Regions from separate parts of the Anas platyrhynchos genome. Here region 1 is linked to region 2. A link is a contact called in public Hi-C data. All regions are on one chromosome and are shown on one strand. The core of a region is the stretch at or near the end of the contact, and the rest is flanking DNA. Distances in the headings are between cores, read along the strand shown. Region 1 holds the start of XXYLT1 (xyloside xylosyltransferase 1). Region 2 holds the start of LOC113844492.

Region 1 (5,855 bases), core at 1,282-3,781, 190 kb after region 2:
AGTCGGGCTGACCTGCCCGGGTGAGGAGCACCGACTTGTAGAAATCACCCTCAGGCTTCCTGAAAGGCAGCACTTGAGCCAGCACTGCCTCTAAAGCCATGCTGTCTCAAATAGATGGCCAGGCCCTGCCAAAAAGCCGGGGCAGGCTGCTCCCTGCTGCGCCCACGTCCCGCAGCCCCATGCAGGCGGCGCAGCGCGGAGCACCAGCTCCATCTGCCGCCCGCACGCTGCGCTCCCAGCCCAGCTGCACTTCTGGGAGGTGTCCACGGGCTCAGACACGCAGGGCTGGTGACACCACTGCGATGACGGTCCCGTAGCTTGGGTCTGCCCACCCCGAAGCACTGCTGCTCACCATCTGCACGCTGCCTGCGAGGCTGCAGCCGGCTGCTGCGTTCTCCAGAAGGCTTTGGAAGTACCTGAGCCCGCACACATGCTGAGGGGGAGATGAGAGCTGGCCTGCTGCCTGCCCCAAGGATCGGGATCCAGATTTTGTGGTGCCTGGGCTCTGCTCTAGCAGAGGTTGTGCCTGATCCCAGCTCTGCTGGGAGGGGAGGGCAAGGACAGCTCCAAAAACAGAGCTTAAATCCTCTCATGAACAAAAAGTAAAGTTCAGGGTTCATCAATCCTGCCTCAGCAGCTCCAGCGGCCTTCCAAGCACTTTATCAAGCCTCAGCTCTGGGCCTGCTCCAGGAGAACAGGGTAAGAACGAGGAGAGCGTTCTGGGGACGCCAATAGAAGCCAGGAGGAGAGGTCTCACGACAGAGACTGGTGACTGCTGAAGCAACCAGAGGAACAGGCTGAAGGTGAACCTTCCTCAAAACTTTAGCAGCACAAAAGGTCCAGGTTATGTTGATGTTTTTCGCTAACAATGAGGAATGGAAGAGGCTCCAGCAAGAAAAAAGAGGCACTGTCACCTGTCAAGCACACCAGAAATGTCACAATATCATGGGCAAGTGTGCAAGACTAAGAACTAGTACAGAAGCCTGTGTATTAGCACCTGTCTGCCTAAAAACGAGGTAACTGCAGAGATGTGAAGTCTGCTGCCAGCCCCAGGCCAACTAACCAAACCAAACATCTCCAGGAGGCATCACGCCTTCCAGGAAAGGGAAGGAGCTCCCGCTGTAGCAGACCCTGGTGAGATGTCACCTGAACTCTCCAGACAACGCTGCTTGATCCCACCCAAGACAGACCAGCTCTGTCCCAGAGCTGAGCCATGGTTCGGTTCAGGTCCGCAGCCACCTGATGCACGCAGAGACTCACCCCACAGGACGCTCCCACCTCACACAACACTAACTGGTAAGCCCCACAAGCCTGTATCCTCCCGGAGCAGCAGTGCTGGACAGGCTGCCCACAGAGGAATTCGGCTTCAGACACGAACAGAGGGCAGTAAGGCAGCTGCACGCCCACAGGGGTGTCCGTGAGGGATCCACGTGCCGTCACGGCCCAGCAGCTGAACCTCTCTGAGGGACACGATGCCACAGACCTGAAGCAAGCTGCTGTGCTGCATAGGTGTGCAGCTCGACTCCAGCTCTGGGGCAGAACGGCAGCCCCACAGCTGTCTGCTGGCACCACCACGGGGCACTGCAGGCCACAGCACCGTGCACAATGCCAGCTCTCAGGGCTGCAGCAGGGGAAGGTTTCCAAAGCTGTTACCTGCCACATCCAGACAGCTGGGGACGGCTCGGCACGGTGCAGGGTATCTGCTACGGGTGGCACGGCAGCGCTAGCGCTAGTACAATGGGTTGAGAAGTGAGATGGGATTATTTGCCAACAAGTGCTGTGTGTGAACAATGTGAAAGTTACACCTCAGGCTGCTCTGGTGGAGTTTGGCTAACGTGAAACATCTGAAAAACGAGAAACCAAAAGCTATGGCAGAATTAGAAGACTTCTAATTCTGAATAGAAGCATCTCAGGACAGGAGGGTCCCTACTTGGCGCCTCACAGCTCGGTGCCCCCTCCACTTACCAGATCCCTGTTTGACGTGAGGCAGCTTCACACCGGCTGCCTTCAGGGGGGGGGCTCCGTGCGCCTTCCCCGAGGCTCCCCCCACCCCGCACAGCCCCCGTGGCCGCCTCACCTGGTGCGGGAAGGCGGCGCGGCCGAGCTCGTCCCGCAGCAGCCCCTCGGCGATGTCCCTGCTGTTGCGGTCGGTGACGAGGTGGAGGCGCAGCGCGTCCCCGCGGCCCAGGCGGCCGTGGCGCAGCAGGGAGCGCAGCGCGGCGCGGGCCTTGTCCCGCAGCGAGGGGCCGCGCTCCGCCTTGGTGAACAGCACCAGGAGGTGCAGGGCTCGGCCGCGCCGAGCCGGGCTGGCCGGGGTGGCTCGGAGCCGCCGGGTGGCGGTGGAGAAAGTCTCTCCGCCGCCGCCCAGGTAGTAGAAGGCGCACACGGCCAGGGCGGCCGCCAGCGCCAGGGCGCAGGGCTGAGAGCGGGCCCAGCCCGCCCGCCCCACGGCCATGGCGGCCCCGCTCCGTCCCTACCCGCCGCCCGCCGCCATGCTGAGGCGCGGCCCCGCCCCGCCTCACGGCACGGAGCGGGGGCACGGCCAAGGGGTGTGTGGCTGCTGGGTGCTTGAAGGACAGGGATACGGAAATCAGAGCTCGGTTCACACAGAGCAGGCGCAGGAATAGTGATTTCTCGGTGATTTCTAGCAGAACAGCACTTGGAATCTTCACAGGAAGGCGAGGGGGATGTCCTCCTCCTCCTCCTTTATCATCTTCTTTCGCTTCCCGTGGCAGGAAATACTGTGCAGAACCAAGGGATGCACCACAGTAGCACACTCTGCTTGTCCCCAGCACTGCCTTCTGGGCTTGGCCCTGCTGTAAGGTGTCTGTGGCAGCACAGGAGGCTGGAGGACAGTACAAGCAAGAACGATAAACACAAAAACTAACTTACATCTCACCCTGGGACTTGGCAGAGGGCAGCTTGCAATACTGGCTTTTAATGTATTTAAAAATCAGCTCGGTCATTTTGACAGCAGGAAAGCATTACTTCCTGGGTACTTGCAATTATTTGTAACTCTATCAACCGGTCCTTTGGTAATCACTGTTCCATGGGAGGTTCTCGTGATGAAGATGCAGAGTTACCAACCCTATTTGAAAACACGTGGCTGCAGATGAGCATCAAAGCCTTAGAAATATAATCACTCCCGTGCTTATTCTAGTTCTCACTTTTTTCTTTAGTGACTTGAAGTTTCTGCTCTACGAAGCAGAATTTCAGTAATTCAGATGTGTACAGATGGCATACTGCAAAACAGGAGAAGCTTCCTTTGTATGGGGAATTGCTGACAGCAGTAGGAAGATGGGGGTACATTTACTGAAACTATTTCAGCTCAGTATATAAAGTGGTAAAATATAAAACCATAGGAAATGGAAAAACAAAACAAAAAACACAATGTTAACACAATCATTTAACACAGCGACAACATGAATCGTGAAGGGTACAATCCAAAGCCTCTGAAATCAGGGGAAAGATGGCAAGAAATTTCAGCGACTTTTTAGGTAAAGTCCTGATTGATAAGGAAACTTTGACCATTTACTGTGTTCACCCAAACTTACGGGAATTTCAATGTCTAATATAATTCAGTAGCACTATTCAGTATAATAATTTAGAAATTTTACATACATCGTACCAGCATTAACAAAACATGAAACCTTTTGAACAGTCAAAACAATACAGATCCCTGTGGAGATACCACAGATACCATCTTAACACACAACGTAAGTTATACCTCTGAAATTAATATGCATTAGAATATACGTTGAGATCTTACACATTTGTCTTTCCAAGAGACTTTTGGAACGTGATCCAACTCTGTCTAGGAGGAATACTTGAAAATCTTTTAATGGATCGTATAGTAAATTGCTAAAAATCCACATGAAAGACGATTTTAAAGTGTTTTTGGAATCTACTGCTTTGTACCCCACTGATTACTGATGACGTATTTCATATATAGAGAAACATGAACTGGAATTGAAGCTTTCCATTATCTGGTACAGGGTACAAGGTGTTAACACATACCAGAGTCTTACAGTCTGCTACTCAAGGTACACTCAGCTTCATACTGCAATAAAGAAATGGAAGTTTCCTAAAATTATTGTGCAGAACATCAGCACTTGAATCAGAACTCAAAGAAATCCAGATCTCCATAGCACTGGAGTCAGTCATACTTTGTTTTACCAAGGGCTGAATCCTGTAAGGTACAGAGACCCTGGAGCACTGAGCCTGCCAGTGTCTAACAGGACTAAACCCTCGATACATGTCGAGGAACTTAATGGCATATTCATTTTTGCTGATGAGCCGGATCTCCAGACACGTATTGCACCTGGCCTGAAAAATGCATTTTATCCTGGATATCATAGTGTACCTAAAAGGATCAGGAAACAAGGTTCCAGGATCAGAATTGATACACCTGCTCCCTGAACCACTGAAACTCCAAATCTCCTGAAAAGTCATACAATTTGTGGATTGGGTACATTACTTGTCCTTTAGCATAAACAGCCTGATACTGCAGAGCATCAGACGAGAGCTGGAAAGCAGTAGATGAATCAGCAGAGCTACAGGGAAAAAACTTTTTGTTGGTAGAAAATTGTCCTGCAAAATTTGTCTGATTTTTTTTTTTAAGTAGGAAAGAAAACACCAGTGGAGATTGGTAAAGCGTCTCAGATGTTTTCCCAGCAGCGTGGAGTAGGACAGCGATTATGCCACTAAGCTTTGGGGAGCTGTACATTACCAAACATTCACATTGTACACCAACCGTCATGTAGATGGCAAAGGATACAAATCTTCTGAAAAACCCTATGTCTACAGTATATACTATACATAGCCATATCTTACATTGTCCCATCTGTACACGGGGAATTTTACTTTCTCTAAAATCTACTAAATAAATGTCCATTGCTGTTAAATACTACAGATTACAAAGTATATTGTCATTTCATAGACAATTATTTAAAAGAAACTTATGAAATCATCTGTAAGCAGTAATTTCTAGTAAGTTGCTTATTATTCAATTAAACACACTCTTCAAACGGGCAGAGTCTGCTTTTCCTAGCATAATTAGAATACAGATTAAACAAAACTTTTTTAAAGATTCTTTTTCTTGGAAAGACCTGTTGGACACTAAGATGCTATTAACTTCACATCAAGAATTGTCCAGATTAAATGCACTACTATACATTTGCTGCAAAATGATAAATATTTAAAATACATTGTTTAAAAAATTAACATGCCAGAAAGTTCAGTTTTTACCACAATTTACAGAAATTCTTTACCCAATTTTGCTTATACAAGCCAGCCTGGAGAAAAGCCAGTTCCTAAATGCACTTAAACAGAAGGTTAGCATACTGCCATGGCTAATAGGATTATAAAAAACTCACACTGATGGTATGTAACTTAAAAATTCTGCTTAAATTGTCCATAGGGTAGACAGATACAATATGAAGAATTGCATCTGCTGGTTTGTGGCTTCTGGTGATTATTTTAGTAGCACATAACCTGATATACAAGCATATATCTACAGACACCATTTGTGCATGCACATCAGCAGGTGGAGCTCATCAAAAAAAAGCAACTTGCATTGTTGCCCTCAATACAGCTGGAAAATATTCTCAGTTGTTACTTGGCAAAAATGTGCAGTATAATTCCTAGGTTTTCTTCTGCAAGCCTTAGTTTAGACACACATACATCCACACCTTTGTAGATTATGTTATACCATGCTGTGCTATAAAGGATTGATTGACCTAAATTTAGGGTAGCTGTACTACATATGCATTTTTATATATGCAGCTTAGGGCTAGTAGTGAGAACAGCAAAGAGAAAAGGTGACAAACAGCTGTCATGTGACTGTTCTACACAGA
Region 2 (5,760 bases), core at 3,209-5,708:
CTGGGGTGGTGCCCACCAGGGGATGTGGGTGAGGAGGATGGCTGGGGACTCGTGTGGCCTCGCAGGGTGGGTACAGGAGGTGCTGGCCTCGCCGTGGGTGCCAGAAGAGCAGGAGGCACTTGTCTGGTGGGAGCTGCCCGTGGGGTGGTTGGCATCGGTGGGGTGGCAGGAGCCAGAGTGGGCAGAGCAAGATCTGGGCTACTGGCCTTGGGGGGCTGTAGGGCAAGAGCTGCTGGAGTTGAGCAGAGGCTGGAGGCCTCCTGTGGCACAGCTGGTGATGGGGTGGGGATGGAAGCCTTGGGTGGCAGAGCTGATGGCGGGATGGTGATGGAGGTCTTAGGGAGCACAGTTGGTGATGGGTTGGTGATGGAGGTCTTGGGTAGCACAGCTGATGATGGGACAGTGATGGAGGTCTTAGGAAACACAGTTGGTGCTGCAGTGGTGATGGAGGCCTCAGGCAGCCCGGCTGGTGATGGGGTCATGATGGAGGTCCTGGGTAGCACAGTTGTTGGTGGGGCACTGCTGGACATTTTGGGTAGCACAGTTGGTGATCGGGTGGTGATGGAGGCCTCAGGCATCCCAGCTGGTGATGAGGTCTTGATGGAGGTTTTGGGTAACATGGTTGGTGACAGGGTGTTGATGGAGGTCTCAGGAAGCACAGTGGGTGATGGGGTGGTGATGGAGGCTTCCCGTGTCACAGCTGATGATGGGGTGATGATGGAGGCTTTAGACATCACGGCTGGTGACGGAGCAGTGCGGAAGGCCTCAGCTGGTATGGTTGGCAACACGGAGGAGGTGGCCGTAGGTAATGGCACGGCTGGCAGTGCCGTGACAGGAAAGGTCACCGATGGCAGCGGGGTCTGTGCTGCAGTGGGCGAGGCTCCGGGTGACAGCAAGGCTGACGTCCTTTGTGATGATGCGGAGGTGAATGGCAGAGATGGGGAGAAGGAAACCGAAGGAGGCAAAGTGGCTGGACAAATTAACTGGTCGTCCCTCAGGGATGCCACCGCCTGCCCTGCCAGGTGGGGTGGAGTCTTGCATGACACTTGGGTGGACAATTTTACCTTCTCGCTGTTCTCCTGGATCCAGCCGTGCAGGTAACAGAGGTTGCAGTCACACCTCCACGGGTTCCCGCTCAGATACACTGAGCTCAGCCTCTTCAGCGGGTCCAGGAGTCCCCGGGGGACACTCTTTAGCTGGTTCTTTCGAAGGTTGAGGGTTTTCAGATTTGGGAGAGGAGCAAAGACCTTGTCATCAAGAGCAGAGAGCTGATTTGTGTCCAGCTGGAGGTCTGAGAGCTTGCTGAGCCCCGTGAAGACTCCTCTCGGCAGGGCTGACAGCTGGTTGTGGGACAAGATGAGTTTGCCCAGAGACGTGAGGTTGACGAAGATGCCATCTGGAAGTGTGACCAAGCTGTTCCTGCCCAAGTCCAGCTCCCACAGGTGTGGCATGCTGTCAAAAAGGCAGCAGGGGAGCTCCGTAATGTGGTTTGAACCCAGAGTCAGCAGCTTCAGCTTGTTTAATCCAAAAAAGCCCTGGGGTGGGAGAACCCCGATGAGGTTGTTGTCCAAGAGGAGTTTCTCCAGGTGGGCCAGGCTCATAAGAAGCGTGGGTGGCAGCGTCCTGAGCCTGTTCCTCTGGAGGCTGAGCTCCAGCAGCCCCTGCTGGGCATCCAGCAGCCCCTCCGGGAGGTCCTGCAACTCGTTCTCGTACAGCCGCAGGACTTGCAGGTGGGGGAGTTTGCTGAAGACATCTCCAGGCAGAGCCGTGATCTTGTTCCTAGCCAGGTCCAAGAAAGTTAGATTGGCAAGGGAATCAAAGATACCTTCTGGAAGAGACGAGATGGCGTTGATGTGCAGGGAGAGCTCCCCCAGGTGCTCCAGCCCTTCAAAGAGCCCTTTGGGGATGTGGCTGATGTGGCTGTCCCTCAGCTCCAGTCTCTGCAAGCTTGGGAGGTTCTGGAAAGTGCCCGTGGCCAATTCTTCTAGTGAGGCACCAGAGATCTCCAAATCCCTCAGTTTCTCCAAACCATCAAAGGCTCCAGGTTCAACCGCCTTGATCTTATTGCCAATAAACAAAATCTTGGTCAGGCTGGGCATGTACCTGAAGGCACCTTTCCTTACGGCAGTAACGCTGGTTTGCACAAAGACCATCTCAGAAATGAAGGGCTTTGCGATCTTGGGGATCTCTTTGACATCGTTTTTTGTCCCTCTGTAGACCTCCTGGTAGTCCTTGGGCATTTCATATGGATCTGCACTCGGGGTTTGGTCTTGGCATTTATGGGGGTGGAAGAAGAGGAAGAAAATGAAAAGGAAATGCTGGTACATCGTCCTGAAAAAGGGTTTCAGAAGTCAGATTTGAAGAACAATAAGACCTGCAACCACAGCTCTCAGAACCATCCTATTCCTGTTTGGGCTGTAGGCTCAGATGTGTCCCGATGAAGCTGCTGCCCCTTAGTGCTGCCCCAGCGGGGCCAGGACTCAGCAGGGCCACAGCTCGCTCACACATCACCAGCACCAACCAGCAACCTGCTTGCTGGCAGCAAACCTGAGATCAGACATGGTCCCAGCAGCCAGCAGACCAAACGACCTTGTTTACACAGCATTTGCCAAAAAAAAAAAAAAAGCCTGTGGAGCAGCTGGCATCCCCACAGAATGTAACTTTGGAAAATCTCTCATTTCTGTACCTTTAAAAAAGGAGCCAAGCCCCAGCACAGCTGTGAAGCACCAGTCCCTCTCCATGAAGCAGGACACATCCTCCCTTGTCTTTCACGATGGCACGAAGCTCACGGGAGGGCTGCCCCGGGTCCCCAGGAGCAGAGGCCCTGAAGCAATGATGCCTGGTGCACCCTCTGCCTTCCTCTCCTCCCCCTGCCTCGCTGCAGTTCCCTGGATTTGCTCTGGCCATCCAGGTCAGACAGCTCCATGGAGCACACTGTGCTGGGTGGGCTCCCTCTTGGTGCTTCTCTCAGTTCCGAAGGGTTACCTAAAATGTTACTTTAAATGCCTCCTTTTCAGGACCCCTGCTAATCACATTATATTTTGGCATTAGTTATGCAGCTTTGTCAGATATAAATGATTGGCTTATAAGCAGCAACCAAGTTTAGGACCAGGCTCTCTAAAAGACTTGGAGATGTCCGCAGATTTCCTGTTTAAAACCCAGCATTTAGGGCCCTGACCGGCAGCTCGGAGCTGAGCTCACTGGCTCACATCCACCAGCAGCAAAAAAAAGAAAGAGCCATGGGCTGCTTCTCAGGCATCCATCAAAACTAACCACGGCAAAAGCTACAGCCAGGAGGCTAAGTTTGCTTTGAAAAGACCTAGATATTTTCTGAAAAGTGTCGAGAGGTCGGCAAAGCCAGGAGGCTGCAAGCTGTTGGGTTTGGACAGAAAGGGAGCCCCCATGGGGGGCTCACCCTGCACACCCTGGCTGTGATGTCCCTGCCTGTCCCTCTCCCCAGCAGCAAGGACACAGACCAGCAGCTCCCCAGAACCACCCTCCTGGCACACTTTGAAGCATTTCGCACCCCCGACTTGCCTGAGCGCTTGGGAACGCGTCCAGCCGCTGGAGCGCCGCACCGTGCTGTGCCAGGCAGGGGACGAGGGGTCCCATCACCTGGGGAGCTTTATCCACCGCCCAGGCATGGGGCTTGGCTTTGCAGGGCTGCTGGAGGAGATAAGCACACAGCACAGAGCCATGGGGAGCAGTCCCACGCGCCCCAGGAAAGGACGCAGGCGCTCTCAGGTGTTATCTGCTGGCACCACGCGGCTGCTCACATCCAGGGAAGCCCGAAGATCTTCAGGCCAGCCTGTTTTTCCTTCCTCGAGAAGAGGCTTACGTGGCTGAAAGGTGCTGCTGTGAAGCCGCTTGCTCAAGCTGATAATGGTGATGACTTCTGTGGCCCTGCTGGACAGACACACAGCCCCGTCCTGGCAGCTGGCTGCGGGGCTGTGGCTGGCCGTGGGGCTCACCTCTGCTGGGCACCAGCCGGGGGACCCTGCTGAGCACACTGTGCTGATGGAGCAGGCTGGGAGAACACAAAACTCCCCCCTTGGTGCCTCCTCTCCCTCTGAGCAGCGGTGGGGCTGAGTTGGAGGGGAGAGGCAGCAAAGCAGCGCGCCCCCGAGGGGCACCCCAGGCGCCCCGTGGCTGCGGGCAGGCCGGGCAGGACGGCTCGGGGAAGGGCGGCCGGGCTCTGGCAGGGCCCCCCCGGCTCTCCCCGGCCCGGGACACCCCCAGCCCCGCCGGCCACCAGATGGAGCAGCAGCACCGCGCAGCACAGCCCCGGCTGCAGCGCCGTCGGGGAGAAGGGTTCAGCTGGCTGGGCGCGCACCCACGCGTGTGCACACACACGCACACACACACACACAGTCACACACACGCACACACACACTTACCCCGTTAGGGCAGGGCAGGATGCTTCCCTTAGGCACCCATCTCCGCGAGGTGCCGAGCCCTGAGGGCAGCACCCAGCAAGGAGCAACCCCAGGGACCCGCGCCCCTCGCAGCCTGGCCCAGGGCCTCCAGCCACAGCCCTGCGGGATCACAGCCGCCTTCCCCTGCAAGACAGACGGCATCTTCCCCCTCTGCACCTTGGGAACAGGCTGCACAGGAATGATACGTACACTTTAATAATATTTGAAACACACAGGAACGCACGGCTGGGTGAAGAGGCACCATGAGTCCAGCTCCAGCACAGAGCACGGTGACGGTGACCATGGCAGGGACATCAATGCAGGACACAGAGCATCGTTTCTCAGGCTGATTTTGGTGTGGCCGCTGCACCAGCAGGATGACCACGAGGAGCAGCAGCATATGCCTGAGTCCTAGGGTGTAGCAGGGAGCCCGCGTGGGGTGGTCACATCCGGGCCCTGCGCCATGACGAGGACGCTGACCTGCAGCGTGCCGCAGGAGGAACGCAGCACCCAGGCACCCCGGTACTCGGTCCCTGGCCCCACCGCCTGGCTGGGAGGAGGAGGAGGAAGGCGAAGGCTGAGCCGCTGACAGCTCGTGGCATTGCAGGACACATGCAGGGTGCCCTCGGGGTTGCTGTAGGTGCACTGCCCTGGTGCATCCTCCCCGGGCACCGCGTCCCGGCCCTCATCTTTGGCACACGCCAGCTGCCTGTGGGTCACCTCCAGCAGGGGCTGGCCCTTGAGGGTGGCCGGGCTGGCACAGAAAGCTTGCACGTGGAGGAGGGGGTCAGAAAAGACCTGGAGCCAGCCCAGGAGGTAGGCGAGGCGGCAGTCGCACGCCCAGGGGTTATCCTCCAGCCCCACGCGCACCAGCTCCTCGTTGGCATTGAAGAAGCCCGCGGGCAGGCGGGGCAGGCGGTTGTGCTCCAGCCCCAGCGTGGCCAGGCTGGGCAGCCCGTCCAGCAGCCCCGGCGGCAGGCTGGAGAGGTTGTTGTGGCCGAGCTGCAGCGTTGTCAGCTCCACCAACCCCTGGAAAGCCTCGGCGGGGAGGCGAGCCAGGGCGTTGTGTGAGAGCACCAGGCTCTGCGCCACCGAGAGGTTGGCGAAGACGCCCGGGGGCAGCGCCTGCAGCTGGTTGCGGGCCAGCGAGAGGTGCAGGAGGCCCGGGGTGCCCTGGAAGAGGGTGGCGGGCAGGGAGGCCAGCTGGTTGCCCTCCAGGCTGAGGAAGGTGAGGTTGGAGAGGCCGGCGAAGGCGTCGGGGCGCAGGCTGCCCAGGGCGTTGTGCTGCAGCTGCAGCCGCCGCAGCGCACCCAGCCCCGCGAAGGCCCCAGCGGGCAGCTCGGCC

Evidence for each region. Hi-C and Micro-C count contacts between places; a contact is called where the count stands out from the background.
Region 1: a Hi-C map of subcutaneous adipose tissue shows a contact between it and region 2, with 2.4 times the contacts expected there. The contact joins the promoter of XXYLT1 here to the promoter of LOC113844492 in region 2. A contact is called at or near these places in 2 of 8 Hi-C or Micro-C datasets (liver and subcutaneous adipose tissue).

What each region holds. Positions count from the first base shown.
Region 1 is chr9:12,801,287-12,807,141 of IASCAAS_PekinDuck_T2T, forward strand. XXYLT1 (xyloside xylosyltransferase 1) reads right to left here and starts at 2,532. Exons shown (of 4, transcript XM_027464788.3): 1 at 2,078-2,532. The coding sequence starts at 2,455. It overlaps ACAP2 (ArfGAP with coiled-coil, ankyrin repeat and PH domains 2), which reads right to left. Exons shown (of 24, transcript XM_038183564.2): 24 at 3,389-5,855.
Region 2 is chr9:12,613,527-12,619,286 of IASCAAS_PekinDuck_T2T, forward strand. LOC113844492 reads right to left here and starts at 4,459. Exons shown (of 3, transcript XR_011811517.1): 1 at 1-4,459. It overlaps LOC110351774, which reads right to left. Exons shown (of 2, transcript XM_027464783.3): 2 at 4,614-5,760. The coding sequence ends at 4,827.